2 separate regions of the Sus scrofa genome follow, and region 1 is linked to region 2. A link is a contact called in public promoter capture Hi-C data. All regions are on one chromosome and are shown on one strand. The core of a region is the stretch at or near the end of the contact, and the rest is flanking DNA. Distances in the headings are between cores, read along the strand shown.

Region 1 (6,735 bases), core at 4,162-6,661, 570 kb before region 2:
AGTAGCAAACACTTAGGTTCTGGGGCTAACTCTAGTCACTGTCATCTAGGGTGCTTAAGAGCAAGCGGTTTTCACAGGGTCACATAAGCTGCCTGAAAAATAAGGCTTAAGAAAGCCCTAGACACTCTGAAGCACATCAAAGGATTAACTTATGTTCTGCATGCCAGAAGTGACAACAGCCCCACAGACGGGGGCCTCACACATATGTTCTGGTCCCCAGCGCGAGTGCATCTCTATCCACGTGGGGCAGGCAGGGGTTCAGATCGGCAATGCCTGCTGGGAGCTGTACTGCCTTGAACATGGAATTCAGCCCGATGGTCAGATGCCCAGTGACAAAACCATCGGCGGTGGGGACGACTCGTTCAACACGTTCTTCAGTGAGACTGGGGCCGGCAAGCACGTGCCCAGAGCCGTGTTTGTGGACCTGGAGCCCACCGTGGTTGGTAGGTGCTCGGCCCACTGGGCGGCTCTGCTGGGGGATGGGAGAGCCTCGAGAGCCCATGTAAGCTCCTTTGGGTCCCTCTGTGGAGAGGACGGACGCATGTGTGCTTGCCCGGGGCCACGTTGGCCGAGCAACTGAAAGGTCAGTGCTTGAAATGTGGGGCTCAGGTTCCTAATTTAGGGAAATCTATACAGAAAAAAGCTGCTTTGCCAGCTGTAAGACAGGCTGCCCAAGACACCACCCCACCCCGGGCGGTCAGGGGGTCATGTGCACCCCGCCTACAGGTGGTTGTGCAGGCCCCCCCTGCTCTGTGTGCTCTGGGCTGGTGCAGGAGAGTTTGGCCTGAGTCTCGGACTTAGAAAGGTGAGTAGAGCACCTTGGCTAGGTTGCTGAGAGTAGAAGCCCAAGGTAGTTCCCAAGGGGAGCTGCAAAGAGAGAGCAGCTTTCCTGGCCACCCGGGGGGATGACAGAATCTCTACGGCTGGCAGAAGCCACAGCCTTGTCTCGTGTGTCAGGGACCTTTCAGCGATGCCCTGGACGGAGCATGGCATGTGCAGAACCGCCTGTGTGTGGGCGGGAGAGCGTGTCCCTCCTTTGGGGTCCAGTCAGGCTCTACCTTCCCGGGGCCGTAAACGGCAGATGAGGCATGCGGATCACATGGAGGCCTCCCTGGGAGATGCTGTCGGGCTCCAAGGAGCGGCCGTGCCCGAGAGAACTGGACGGGCCTGGCCTGTCTGTCCTGGTGAGTCTGCAGTCACCCTCAAGAGCGTGGCCCGCATGTCCTTTGCAGATGAAGTGCGCACGGGGACCTACAGGCAGCTCTTCCACCCGGAGCAGCTGATCACCGGGAAGGAAGACGCAGCCAACAATTACGCCAGAGGCCACTACACCATCGGCAAGGAGATTGTCGACCTGGTGCTGGATCGGATCCGCAAACTGGTAGGAAGGGCCCTGGCAAGGCTTCCCGGACGGGAGGGCAGGCCTGCCTGGGATGTTTTCCCTCCCCGTCTCTTGGCAGCACCACGAGGCCCGCCAGGCCCTTCCTTCGCAGTGTGGCTGGGGCACGTCCCTGCGTCTGACCTCTAAGGGTGACTTGTGCTCCCTGTGGACACCGTGAACCCGAGTCAGCTTGCGGGGGCAAGGAGGGCGCCTGGCCGTGGCCTGGGCGGGTGTGGACCCACGGCCTCTGCTCTCCCGCAGGCGGACCTGTGCACGGGGCTGCAGGGCTTCCTCATCTTCCACAGCTTTGGGGGCGGCACCGGCTCGGGCTTCGCATCTCTGCTCATGGAGCGGCTCTCGGTGGACTACGGCAAGAAGTCCAAGCTGGAGTTCGCCATTTACCCGGCCCCCCAGGTCTCCACGGCCGTGGTGGAGCCCTACAACTCCATCCTGACCACGCACACGACCCTGGAGCACTCGGACTGCGCCTTCATGGTGGACAACGAGGCCATCTACGACATCTGTCGGCGCAACCTGGACATCGAGCGGCCCACCTACACCAACCTCAATCGTCTGATCGGGCAGATCGTGTCCTCCATCACAGCCTCCCTGCGCTTCGACGGGGCCCTCAACGTGGACCTGACGGAGTTCCAGACCAACCTGGTCCCCTACCCCCGCATCCACTTCCCCCTGGCCACCTACGCCCCGGTCATCTCGGCCGAGAAGGCCTACCACGAGCAGCTGTCTGTGGCCGAGATCACCAACGCCTGCTTCGAGCCGGCCAACCAGATGGTCAAGTGTGACCCTCGCCACGGCAAGTACATGGCCTGCTGCATGCTGTACAGGGGAGACGTGGTCCCCAAAGACGTCAACGCGGCCATCGCCACCATCAAGACCAAGCGCACCATCCAGTTTGTGGACTGGTGCCCGACTGGGTTCAAGGTAGGCTGGGCAGCAGCGAACGTTCACCTTTAACCCCGGGGGCAGACCCTGGGATGGAGTGCTGCCCCCTTGCAGATGGCCCCCTGTTCCAGGGCAGTTACACTGCAGGGAGAAACAATTTTAATAATCTGCTAGGTGCTTCAATCTTCCCCAAGTACTGTATATACCCGTACTTCTTACAACCACCCTGTACTACCCATGGGGTAATAGACTAAAATACTTGACATTATAGAGACTGAGACAGCTTTTAGTATCTGACAGCCTCGGGGACAAGGAATAACACAGGGAACTTTCAGAGACCTCTGGCTGCAGGCCTGTCTGTCCACATTTCTCCATTGCTTCCTCAAGAAGCTTGTCATGGTCTGTGCTCATCATTTTGAGGGTTAGAAATCATGGTTTTTAGATTTTTACATGACTTCAGTCACTGGTTGTCACTACATATTAGTTGACACTTATTTTTCTATAAACAATTTTAAATTCCTTAACCAGTGTATACTATGTGGGCAAAGGATGGTTCACTGCTGTTTCTCCAAACCAGCCTGGGAACACTGCCTCACACCCAGAAGCACGGTCATTTTAGGTGGCAACTCAGCTGTATTTAGCGTCACAATGAACCTGTGTTTGGAAGTCAAATAACAGAAGGTCCCACTTTAGATCTATTGTGATTACCAGGCTAAAAGCCTCTCACCATGCCTGCAGTGGTTTACTTTGTGCCCTGGTTTTTGATAAAAGTCCTTGTTCACAACTGATTGAAGACTGACAGAGTGACTCACAGAAAAGGGTAAAATCTCTAACAAATTTCACTGACCTGGAAATGTTCATTAAACCTTTTGTAACAGGTTTGCAGACCTTAGAGTTATACGTGGGGGTTGAAATCCTCCACTCACCATGATCTCTGGAAGGCAAGGACATCCATAGAGGTTTCAGCTGGGCAGCACCATGGTGAGGTGTAGTGTCCTGTACCGATTCCCCTCCTCACTGGCTGAATTCCTGAGCCAGGCGAAGATTGGTCTGTGGAAAGGTACAGGTCACAGCTTTGTCCATAGAAGCTCCTTCTTTTTTCTTTTTTTTTTCTTTTTTCTTTTGAGGGCCACACCCATGGCATATGGAGGTTTCCAGGCTAGGGGTCAACTCGGAGCTATAGCTGCTGGCCTGTGCCAGAGCCACAGCAACATGGGATCTGAGCTGTGTCTGTGACCTACACCACAGCTCATGGCAGTGCTGGATCCTTGACCCACTGAAGCGAGTTCAGGGATCAAACCCGCAACTTCAAGATTCCTAGTCAGATTTGTTTTTGCTGCGCCACAACAGAAACTCCCATAGAAGCTTCTGAATCTTAGAAGATGGTTCTGCCCCAGATGGACTGTGTTGAACTCTCATGGCTTCCAGTCCTTTTTGTTAGTCTGTGACTTCACCATTTTTTCAGGGGTATACTATTTCCAAGGAGTCTTTTCTGTGTTTAAGTTATTTCATTATAAAAAGGCAAGTATGGTGCAAAATATTAAAATGGTCCAAAAAGCTGGTGAAAAGCTGAAGTCCTCTTCCCTTTCAGAGCTTTGTCCTTCAAGAGATACTCTGTGCGTATTCACATCATGCTTCTTGGTAGTGATCTTGACAGCAAGAGGCCAGCAACACAGGCAAAGAAAATACACTCTTTTCATGTAGGTGACAGACTTGACTCATCGCACACAGGTAGCCAAAGGGAAAAGCAAGGTGGCAGCCATCCTGTTTGGAAGGGCTGGCCAGCCTGGTCTTAGAGCTGGGGGGTAGGGGGCACCCCTTGATCAGATCAGAACCCCCTGTACATGCCCCCTGCTCCCAGTTCCTCTGGAGAAGAGCTGCGTCAAGCTGGTGCTGGCTGCCAGCTGCTCCTTAGGTCAGGGCCAGCCATCTGTCCGCACTCTACCAGTTGTTTGTCCTCCAGCATGGTATCTCCCAGCTTTGGTTGTTACTCTGTAAGTATTTTGAAGTATAAACACTCAGGTAGAATTCAACTTGCTCTGCTTTCTACCAAGTATACAATACACCTTGGACATATTTACAGGCCAGGGCAGGTTCTTCATTCCTTTTCATCATGGTACCGTGTTTTACTGTAGAGATGTGTGATAACTTGTTCCCCAGGAAGGACATGTTTCCAGTTTTGCCATTTCAAACAGTACCCTAAACTAAATACATAAAAATCTCTATACATGTAGCTTTTGCTCTTATGTGGGTAAATCCAAAACGTGACAGTATTGGGTCAAAGAATATTAAATGTTGTCAGATACTGCCAAAAAAGAAAGTACCAATTCCCATGGGGCCTTGTTTTAAAAAACAAGGTACCATTTTTCACGCCACAGTATAAACGTCTCCATCTGTTCCCCTTCTCTGGCAGGTGGGCATCAACTACCAGCCCCCCACGGTGGTCCCAGGGGGAGACCTGGCCAAGGTGCAGCGGGCCGTGTGCATGCTGAGCAACACCACGGCCATCGCCGAGGCCTGGGCCCGCCTGGACCACAAGTTCGACCTCATGTACGCCAAGCGTGCCTTCGTGCACTGGTACGTGGGGGAAGGCATGGAGGAGGGCGAGTTCTCGGAGGCCCGGGAGGACCTGGCGGCTCTGGAGAAAGATTACGAAGAGGTGGGCGTGGACTCGGTGGAAGCGGAGGCCGAGGAGGGGGAGGAGTACTGAGCGGGAGGGCGAGGCGGCCCCCCTTCACCCTGCTCTGTAACGTTCCAGATGTGTTTACCTATTAAAGTTTCTGTATTGAGTGTCGTCTGCTCCTGTGTTGCTCTTCGGCCAAGTTCCCCGACCAGATACTTGCCTTTTCCGAGCGAATTCCTAGGGAAAAATCATGTTTCCTCCCAAAGAGAAAAAATGAGGCACCTCAGTTGCTGTATTACTTCCAGAATAAGAGTATAAGGCCAGTGGGGAAATCGGGGAAAATGTTTTAAGTTTAAACACTCCGGATCCTTCGCGCCCTTCCTCCGGGACCGGAAGCGGTCCGGGTCACAGTCGCGGGACCACAGCGTTCACCCTCCTCGCCCCGTCCTCTGGAGGAGCTGCCCCAGAGCCTCCCTCCCGTCCACAAGGGGCACCTCTCATCAGAGGCATGCGTGCCCGCCCAGCCAGGGCTCCGCATCGCACGACCAGCCCGTTCTTGTCAGAGTCGTTTCGGTCCTGCGCGCGGCGCCCCGCAGGCCGACCACTTCCGGGGCCCGCTCCGCCCCTCAGCGAGCGCCGCGCGCTTCCGGGTCTCTATGGTACCGACTTCCGCCGCGAGCCACATCTCGCGAGACTTCGGCGGCGCAGCAATGGCGAGACCGTAAGTGCCGCTGACGGGAGACGGGAGAGTGGGTTGGGAAGGGCCTCTGACGAGATCGGGCCGGTGTGGACGCGCCAGGACGGGGCCGCCTGGAGCAGGGTGGCGGCTAGGGGCGCGAGGCTTGTCCGGGCCCAGATAGCAGCCCGCAACCGAGTTCCTGCCTCTTCTCCAGATGCCGCGTCACTGCTCCGCCGCCGGCTGCTGCACGCGGGACACGCGAGAGACGCGCAACCGCGGCATCTCCTTCCACAGGTCAGCGCGCGTGCGCGCTGGCGCCGAAAGGGTCACGTGTTCATTAGTCTGTCCTGCCCACCTGAGGAGCCTTCACTGCGCACGCGCTTCGGCGGGTCCGGCGAGGCTTGAGTTAGAGGCTGATGGTGGGCGGAGCTGCGGTGGAGAGGGAACTAGCTGCTGTCAGAGGCACCCTGGTGCAGAGCCAGTCGCTTTACGTTTTGAGGCCTCAGCTTCCTAGTCTGTGTGCCCACAGGGTCCGGGGGCAGCATGAGTCAGGCCGGCCCTTCCCATCCGGTGTGTCGCCGGCGGCCCAGCTCTGACAGGCTTGTTGCCCTACAGGCTTCCCAAGAAGGACAACCCGAGGCGAGGCTTGTGGCTGGCCAACTGCCAGCGGCTGGACCCCAGCGGCCAGGGCTTGTGGGACCCAGCATCCGAGTACATCTACTTCTGCTCCAAACACTTCGAGGAGAACTGCTTTGAACTGGTGGGAATCAGGTGAGCCTCCTGCTGACACCAGGGCAGGCCGCCCTGGTTCTTCCCAGCTCAGAATCTCAATTTCCTCTCCGGACGGAAGCAGTTAGAGACACACACACCCCGGGTATCACTGTGCCAGAGGGTGCTCCTGGAGCCCAGGCACGCCAGCAAAGGCACAAACATAGCCGCTCCTTTCAGGGGGTCAGCCCAGTTCTGGTGGGGCCTTTCCAGTCACCTTAATTCTCAGGAGGCTCTCATGGAGGAGATGGGGTACCTCTTAACTTGGCATCCCCCAAACTAGCTGTTTGCAGTGTGCCTCCCACCTGCCCCAGTGCTAGCCCAGGATCCTGTTCAGGGGCTGGGGGGCTGCAGGCTCCGCACCCTGCAGGTCAGCCTGGG
Region 2 (7,400 bases), core at 520-3,019:
AAGCCAATGAGAACAGAAGCTGAAAACAGTGGTTTGCAAAATTTCATTTATATACCATCTTAACATCTTTGCTTTACTGATATTATTATTAACTTAAGGTTCTGCCTTTAAGAAAAAGCTTGAATATATACAAAAGGGAAATTCTATAGCCTCTTAGGAGCTTAAAGCCTGTAGTCAATAACCAGAACTAGATTCTTTCCAGTAACCTACATGGCCTATCGTGTTTAATTTCATTTTTGTTTTTTCGTCTTTTTAGGGCCACACTTGAGGCATATGTAGGTTCCCAGGCAAGGGCTCAAATCAGAGCAAGAGCTACCGGCCTGTGCCACAGCCACAGCAACAAGGGATCCAAGTTGTGTTTACAACCTACACTGCAGCTCAAAGCAATGCTGGATCCTTAATTCACTGAGCTGAGGTCAGGGATTGAACCCGAGTCCTCATGGATACTAGTTGGGTTTGTTACCACTGAGCCACAACAGGAACTCAAGTTCAATTTTGTTGCCTGCCAAAGCTCTGAGCCTGAAGTTTGTCCTCTATTGCATAAAAGGAGATTAGCGAGTGCTAAGAGGATATTAACAGCAAACACCCCAAATTAAGGCTATAATTAGAGGGCTGAAAATCAAAGGAAGTAGAGGTTAACTTGTTATAACCCTGGCCACTCACAAGACAATGGTATGTGTCTTTTGGAAGCACTGTAGATAAAGTCCTTTACCACCAGTGACTTACACACAGGTGGATCACACAAGTGGATCTAGCCTGGGAATGGAGGCCTAGCAGTGGTCTGTTTATCACTTAGAGCCCTAGGGTTTCCCGCCTTAGTCACTTTATCAAACACCTATGGAGTCAGGAGGACAAACCACCCTTTAAGCTCCTCCTCTGCAGCCATGCTATAGCTGAAAACACAACTGTATTTTATCTTGCCAGCAATGCTACAAGGCCTACGTTGTAATTTTTGAAACTGGGTAGACTGGGAGGTTGAAAACAATTCAGACTAGTGTCAGGTGACCTTTGTCAGGGCTCTAGGGACCCCAGAACTCGCTGGCCACCGAGCCCAGGCTGGGCTGAATTTTCATGACCTGTTCTTTTTTTTTGTCTTTTTTGGGCCAACCCGTGGCATATGGAGGTTCCCAGACTAGGGGTCTAATCGGAGCTGTAGCCACAGGCCTAGGCCACAGTCACAGCAACGCGGAATCCTTAACCCACTGAGTGAGGCCAGGGATTGAACCCTCATCCTCATGGTTCCTAGTCGGATTCGCTAACCACTGCGCCACGACGGGAACTCCATGACCTGTTCTAAGGCTGAGGGACAAAAGAGGTAAAATGAGGCCTTTGTGAGAAAGTACTGCCTGGATTCCAGCGAATTTGTTCACAAAAGTGCTCTCCCTCCCTCCTTCCTTCTTCTGCACCAACCACTCCCCGTGGAGAAACACGCCCCGGCTCCCTCCAGACCGAGCTGGGCCGGGGGCAGCAGCGGAGCCTGGACCGCGAACCCCGAGTCTGTCGCCCGCGGCGCGGCCCCACCGACGGCTCGGTCCACAGAGGCTTCAGGGGCAGCGCCAGCTCCCTCTGGGCGCTCCCAGCCCCGCCCAGCGGGAGGAGGCGCCGAGAACCGGAGCCCGGCCTGGACCCGCTCCCGAGCCGCCCGCCACCCGCCGTCCGCCGCTCACCGCGTCGCGGATCCCGCTCCGCCTCTCCCTCCCCGCGGCCTTCGGCGACCTGCTTCCGGGTCCGGCCGCGGACGTCGTCCCCCACGTGCCCTCCGGCGCCGCACGCCGGTGTCTGCGGGTTCCGAGGCGCAAGCGTTCCGGGGCACATCCTCCAGTCGGCTCTAGCCTAGCATTCCGGGTCCGCAGGGGTTCCCAAACCCCGCCCTGGTTTCGCCCTGCTGCGGTCCGCAAGGGGTTCCCAAACCCTCCGCCCCATTCTTCCTGGCCGCGGGGAGGCAATAATGACAATTATCTACAAAGATGAAAACTGGATAAGCGTGAAAACATATATGTTGTTCATAATTAAAAACTAAAAACTACAGATGTGTGTATAGCAGGCTTCTTTCAATGCTATAAACATCTGTGGAATGAATGAATGATCTATGTAAAACATATCTGGAAAACGAATTGGAATATAATCGTCTCTTTCGTGTTAGAACTATAAGATTATGGAAGATTTAAAGTAATTTTTATGGCTTTATTTTTACATATTTTACATAATAGAGTGCACACACTTCCTTTGCTCCCCTAGACATCTCCCCCAATTTGCCTTTATTGAAACCAGCCCTGACAGATGCCCTGGAAAAAGGAAAGTTCTATGGCCAAATTAAGATTGGGAAATGCCCAAAATTCTGTCACCATGAGATCTCACTCTCAAAACAGAACTGCTGATTGCAAACCCCCTCCTTGGCAGGTTCTCCATCTCCAAAATGGCAATCCCATCCTCCTGGTGGCTCAAGCTGCAGGCATTCCGGATTCCTCTTTCTCACACTCCTTATCCATCACCGTCTTCAAAATATACTTGAGATCCAATCCAGCCTCCTTGCCTTGGCTGCCACCATCCTGAGCCATCTCCCTCCTGGCCCCCACATCACTGCCTTGTAGTCTGTCTCCATGCAGCCCCCACTGAAGGTGGCCAGTGCTAAGGTCGAGTCCCGGGTGTCATTAGCTGCCAGAGAGGCAAAACCAGAGCTCCTCTGTCACTTAATCCAGCTCAGGGGTTCATTCTGCAGAGCAAGAGGAGGGACCTGAGGGCTGGACAAGAGGAGGGGCTCTGAGTGGTCGGCTCCAGAAACGCAGGGGTCTCCATCAAGCTGAGAAAGTGCAGTTGGCCTGTACACTCTGCAGCTGAGTCCTCCCCACTTGCCTCCTGGGGAGCAGCGGTCTGGCCACCCTGGGGCCCCTTACATGGACAAATGAGTCAGGTTGAGAAAAGTCCTTAGGCCCCCCTCACTGAGGTGCTGGGGTGGTGGGTGTGATGGCTGAGCTCCTGGGTCTCCTTTCTTTCTGGTTGGACACAGGCTGGGCCTTGGTTTTCCTGATACTGTTAATAGTTAACATCACCCTGTGCTTACTTTGTGCTGGGCCCTTCTCTGTTTTTTTTTTTTTTTTTTTCTTTTCTTTTCTTTTTTTTGTCTTTCTAGGGCTGCACCTGTGACATATGGAGTTTCCCAGGGTAGGGGTCAAATTGGAGTTATAGATGCCAGCCACAGCCACAGCCATAGCAACGCTGTGTCTGAAATCTACACCACAGCTCACAGCAATGCCGGATCCTTAAGCCATTGAGCGAGACCAGGGATCGAACCCACGTCCTCATGGATACTAGTCAGATTTGTTTCCACTGAGCCATGATGGGAACTCCTGGGCCCTTCTCTATTTTCAAGGCATTTGATTCTCATTACAACTCTAGAGACTAGATAATATCATTATCTTGATATCACATATACGGAAACAGGTCACACAGGTGTAAATGGCAGAGCTGGATTCAAAACTAGGCAGCAGGGTCCCAGAGGTCAGGTCAGCTGCTGGCCACAGGGTTTCTCTCTGCTTTCTCCTTCTTGTCATTTCTTCAGGCTCCAGGCCTAGTCTGTGATGACCCAACCGGCCTCGGTGTCTGGGGTCTAGGATACATGGCCAGCACATCCTGCACAGGAAACAGCAGCCACCTTGGGAACATGTCCCAAACTGGTACCAGCCGAGTCCCCAAAGTTCTGTGTTCAAGAACAACAATTGGCCCTTAGGGGCCTGGCTTGGTTCTTTGGCTCCCAGTTGGGCAACACAGCCATCCCGAACACTGCAGGGCTCCAGCTGAGGATGAGACGAGTTATCACTCATTCTATGAGATCACAGCGAAGGCTGTGTGGCTCCAAGCTCGAGACCTCAGGGGAAGTGGGACACACCCCTTGGCCCCTCTAGACACTAGCGACATCTGTTGAGTAAATTTTACTCTTTCATGTCACCAAGATGGATCAATTCTGGCATTTTCCTATTTCTTTTGCTCACATCTTACTGATACCAGTTCCATGTGCATCTCTGCCTTCCCTCATGATGACTAACCATGGCATAATTGATGACAGTTCAATGTGACCTATTTTATTTTATTTTAAGGCTGTGCCCACAGCACTCAGAAGTTCCTGGGCCAAGGATCGAACCTATGCCACAGCAGCCACCAGAGCCACAGCAGTGACAACTCTAGATCCTTAACCTGCTGCATTACCAGAGAACTCCCAACTCTGACCTTTGTACTTGGAAGTCATTTTGGCTGGACTTAAAATCCTTGGCTCACATTCTTTCCCCCTTAAGTATCTTAAATATATCATACATTTCTTTTGGTATAAAATGTTGCTTTCAGCATTCCCATTGTGGCTCAGTGGTAATGAACCTGACTGGTATTCATGAGGACACAGTTTCCATCTCTGGCCCCACTCAGTGGGGTTGAGGATCCAGCATTGCTGTGGCTGTGGTGTAGGCTGGCAGCTGCAGCTCTGATTCGATCCTTAGCCTGGGATCTTCCATGTGCCTTGGGTGCAGCCCTAAAAAAAAAAAAAAAAAAAAAAAAAAAAAAAAAGACAGGCATCAGACAGCACAGTTGTGGCCTGAGGAGAAAGCCACAGACCAATGAAACATAGTAGAGCTCCCAGTCAAGGACAGGATATACGCCTGTCAATCGACTTTTGATGAAGGCACCAATGCAATAGGAGAAAGGAAAGTTTTTTCAATAAATAGTGCTTGAAAAAAAATGAGCCTCAGCTTTTACTTCACACCCTTCTGGCTTCTGCTGCTGTCCATTAGTTTTGTCTATACTCCCCAGAAATGAGAAAAGATAGTTTCTTAGGCTGCAGGCTCCATAATGGAAGTCATTATTTCCCTACAACCAAGAAATTATCATTCTTTTCCTACTTTCTCAGCATATTTTTCCTTAATCAGGAATCACGTACAACAGTGATTTTCAAACAAAGCCATCCTCAGACAATCAGAAAACAACCAAAAATGCAAGTCTTTTCTCCATTTTCCAGGCACAATCTCATGGACTAAAAAAGTTGTTAAGGAGTTCCTGTCGTGGCACAGCAGAAACGAATCCGTCTAGGAACCATGAGGTTGCGGTTTCGATCCCTGGCCTCGCTCAGTGGGTTAAGGATCCAGTGAGCTGTGGTGTAGGTCACAGAAGCGGCTCGGATCCTGCATTGCTGTGGCTGTGGCGTAGGCCGGCGACTACAGCTCTGATTAGACCCCTAGCCTGGGAACCTTCATATGCTGTGGGTACGGCCCCAAAAAGACACACACACACACAAAAGGCATTTGTAGTACACCATTAATTGGAAAACAAGAAAAAACTGCACCAAGGAACATTACGTTGATGGGCAGTGTGCTGAGGCCTTTCTCCCCACCTGGGAAGTACTTTTGTCCAGGGCTGCTCCACAGGTGGCTGGAACTTGAAGAGTCACAGACACCCAAACAGTTCTAGGGTTTCTGGAGACAGAGCTCCTGGGACCATCTCCTGTGACCTAGACGAGCACCTCCTTGCATTCCTTTCTGCCCTAAGGGAATAACTAAAGAGCCACCAGGGTGTGCAGGTGTATCTGTGACTCCAGCAAAACCCAGGTAAACACACAGTGCAGAAATGGATTCTCTGCACAAGAATCTGCCTCCCCACTTCCCCTAAAATTTCTAAGGATATCTTATTGATAAACACCTAGTGAGATAAAAAGAAAAGCAAACCACATGGCTGTATACAATGAGGAAGAGGGTAGCTTTAAATTCTTCATAATTTTGTATTAATTTGAGGTTATAATACTTGGAGTAGTCATTTGGGAACACGGCTAAATCATTGTGCTTTCATGTGCAAGAATAAACAGACAAGAATAATGGTCAAGGAAGAGTTCCCCCAGTGGCTCAACGAGTTCAGGCCCAACATTGTCTCTGTGAGGATGCAGGTCTGATCCCTGGCCTGGCTCAGTGGGTTAAGGATCCGGTGTTGCTGTAAGCTGCAGCGTAGGTCGGCCACAGATGCAGGTTGGATGCAGTGTTGCCATGGCTGTGGCATAGGCCACAACTGCTGCTCTGATTCGACCCCCAGCCCAGGAACGTCCATATGCTGCAGCTGCGGTCATTAAAGCAAACAAACAAACAAAAAAAACAGAATAATGAGACAAGAACAGGGAGAGAAAAGCACTGCCAGCTACCTGAAGCTGCAAAGCCTGAGACAACAGCATGAGATCAATGGTGATGACAGAAGGCACGTTGCAAGGCTCACCTTATTAGCCAGGCCACCGCCATCTGCCCATCACATCATCTCTTAGTCCCACATTCATCCAGTGTTCATCTGAGCACCTAGCAATTGTCAAGCCTTGGGGATACAGTGGAGGAAACAGACAAAAACATCTGCCCTCCTTTGGCTGACTTTGTAGCGATCTGTGGTACTTACCTAGGCAAATATGCATTAGACACACAGCACAGTAACAGAAAATAGAGAGGAAGCATTCTGTCACTCATGGTTTGTACCCCACAACTTTGACAATCATGTTGGTTTCATGTTTCCAAGGATCCAGAATCGGGATCAAATGAAAGACCCACCTACAAGTTCATGACTCAAATAGTTCCTTATGAGCCCCAGGCTGACTTGGCCAAGTGGTACCCTCACCCACAAAGAGGGAGCAACATCCCTGTGGAATAGTAAGAAATATATATTGGTCTCTGCCCCTGGCTCCTGCTCATATTTAGGTTTTGGCCCTGGTTCCTCACACAGAACTCCCAAATTCCTAAGAATTTCCTGGTGACGGGGACATCTTTATTCTAATGAGGCAACTCTTGGTGGGCTCCTAGATGGCGCTGCTCACCAGAAAGCCCTAGTGTGATTAGAAGCCGGGAACTTTCTGCTCCACTTTTCACCCTCTTAGAAAAGAAGAGGGGCTGGGGATGGAGTTGAGAATGATTATGCTTTCACAATGAAGTCTCCAAGACATGCCTAACATATGGGGTTCAGAGCATCTCCAGGCTGGAGATACTTCCCTCTGTCAGGAGGGCACGGAAGCTCTCCCAGACCTCGCCCTCTGCAGCTCTTCATCAGCTGGCCTTTTGCATCCTTTATCATATCCTCTGCTGTATGTCTCCCTGAGTTTGCTGAGCCATTCTAGCAAATTATCAAACTGAAGAATTCCAATTTATGGCCAGTCAGTCAGATGTACAGGTGACAAACTGGGGCTGTGACATGTGTCTGCAATGGGAGCAGCTTGTGGGATCTGATGCTAACAGGGGTAGTGTCAGAACTGGGAGGAAAGGCAGGGTGTCCACAGGTGCGGCAGGACTGGTTGGCATGGGAAAGAGCCCCCACAGCCACTCACAGAAGCACTCTGCACCCGCCCTCAGGACGCAAGGGCACAGTGTCTGCTATGGTAGTGTGCATGGTGTTCTGGG

Evidence for each region. Promoter capture Hi-C pulls out the DNA fragments that hold promoters and counts their contacts.
Region 1: a promoter capture Hi-C map of liver shows a contact between it and region 2, with 5 times the contacts expected there. The contact joins the promoter of THAP7 here to the promoter of TOP3B in region 2. A contact is called at or near these places in 2 of 5 promoter capture datasets (fetal liver and liver) and 1 of 2 datasets of contacts at active chromatin or transcription factors (alveolar macrophages).

The regions. Positions count from the first base shown.
Region 1 is chr14:50,592,454-50,599,188 of Sscrofa11.1, reverse strand. THAP7 (THAP domain-containing protein 7) reads left to right here and starts at 5,411. Exons shown (of 4, transcript XM_013983196.2): 1 at 5,411-5,628; 2 at 5,801-5,880; 3 at 6,202-6,357. The coding sequence starts at 5,416. LOC100510930 (tubulin alpha-3 chain) reads left to right here. Exons shown (of 5, transcript XM_003133000.5): 2 at 221-443; 3 at 1,233-1,381; 4 at 1,643-2,323; 5 at 4,698-5,074. The coding sequence ends at 4,994. It overlaps P2RX6 (P2X purinoceptor 6), which reads right to left and starts at 3,313. Exons shown (of 11, transcript XM_021074045.1): 1 at 3,211-3,313. The coding sequence starts at 3,235.
Region 2 is chr14:50,014,781-50,022,180 of Sscrofa11.1, reverse strand. It overlaps TOP3B (DNA topoisomerase 3-beta-1), which reads right to left and starts at 1,769. Exons shown (of 19, transcript XM_021072739.1): 1 at 1,668-1,769.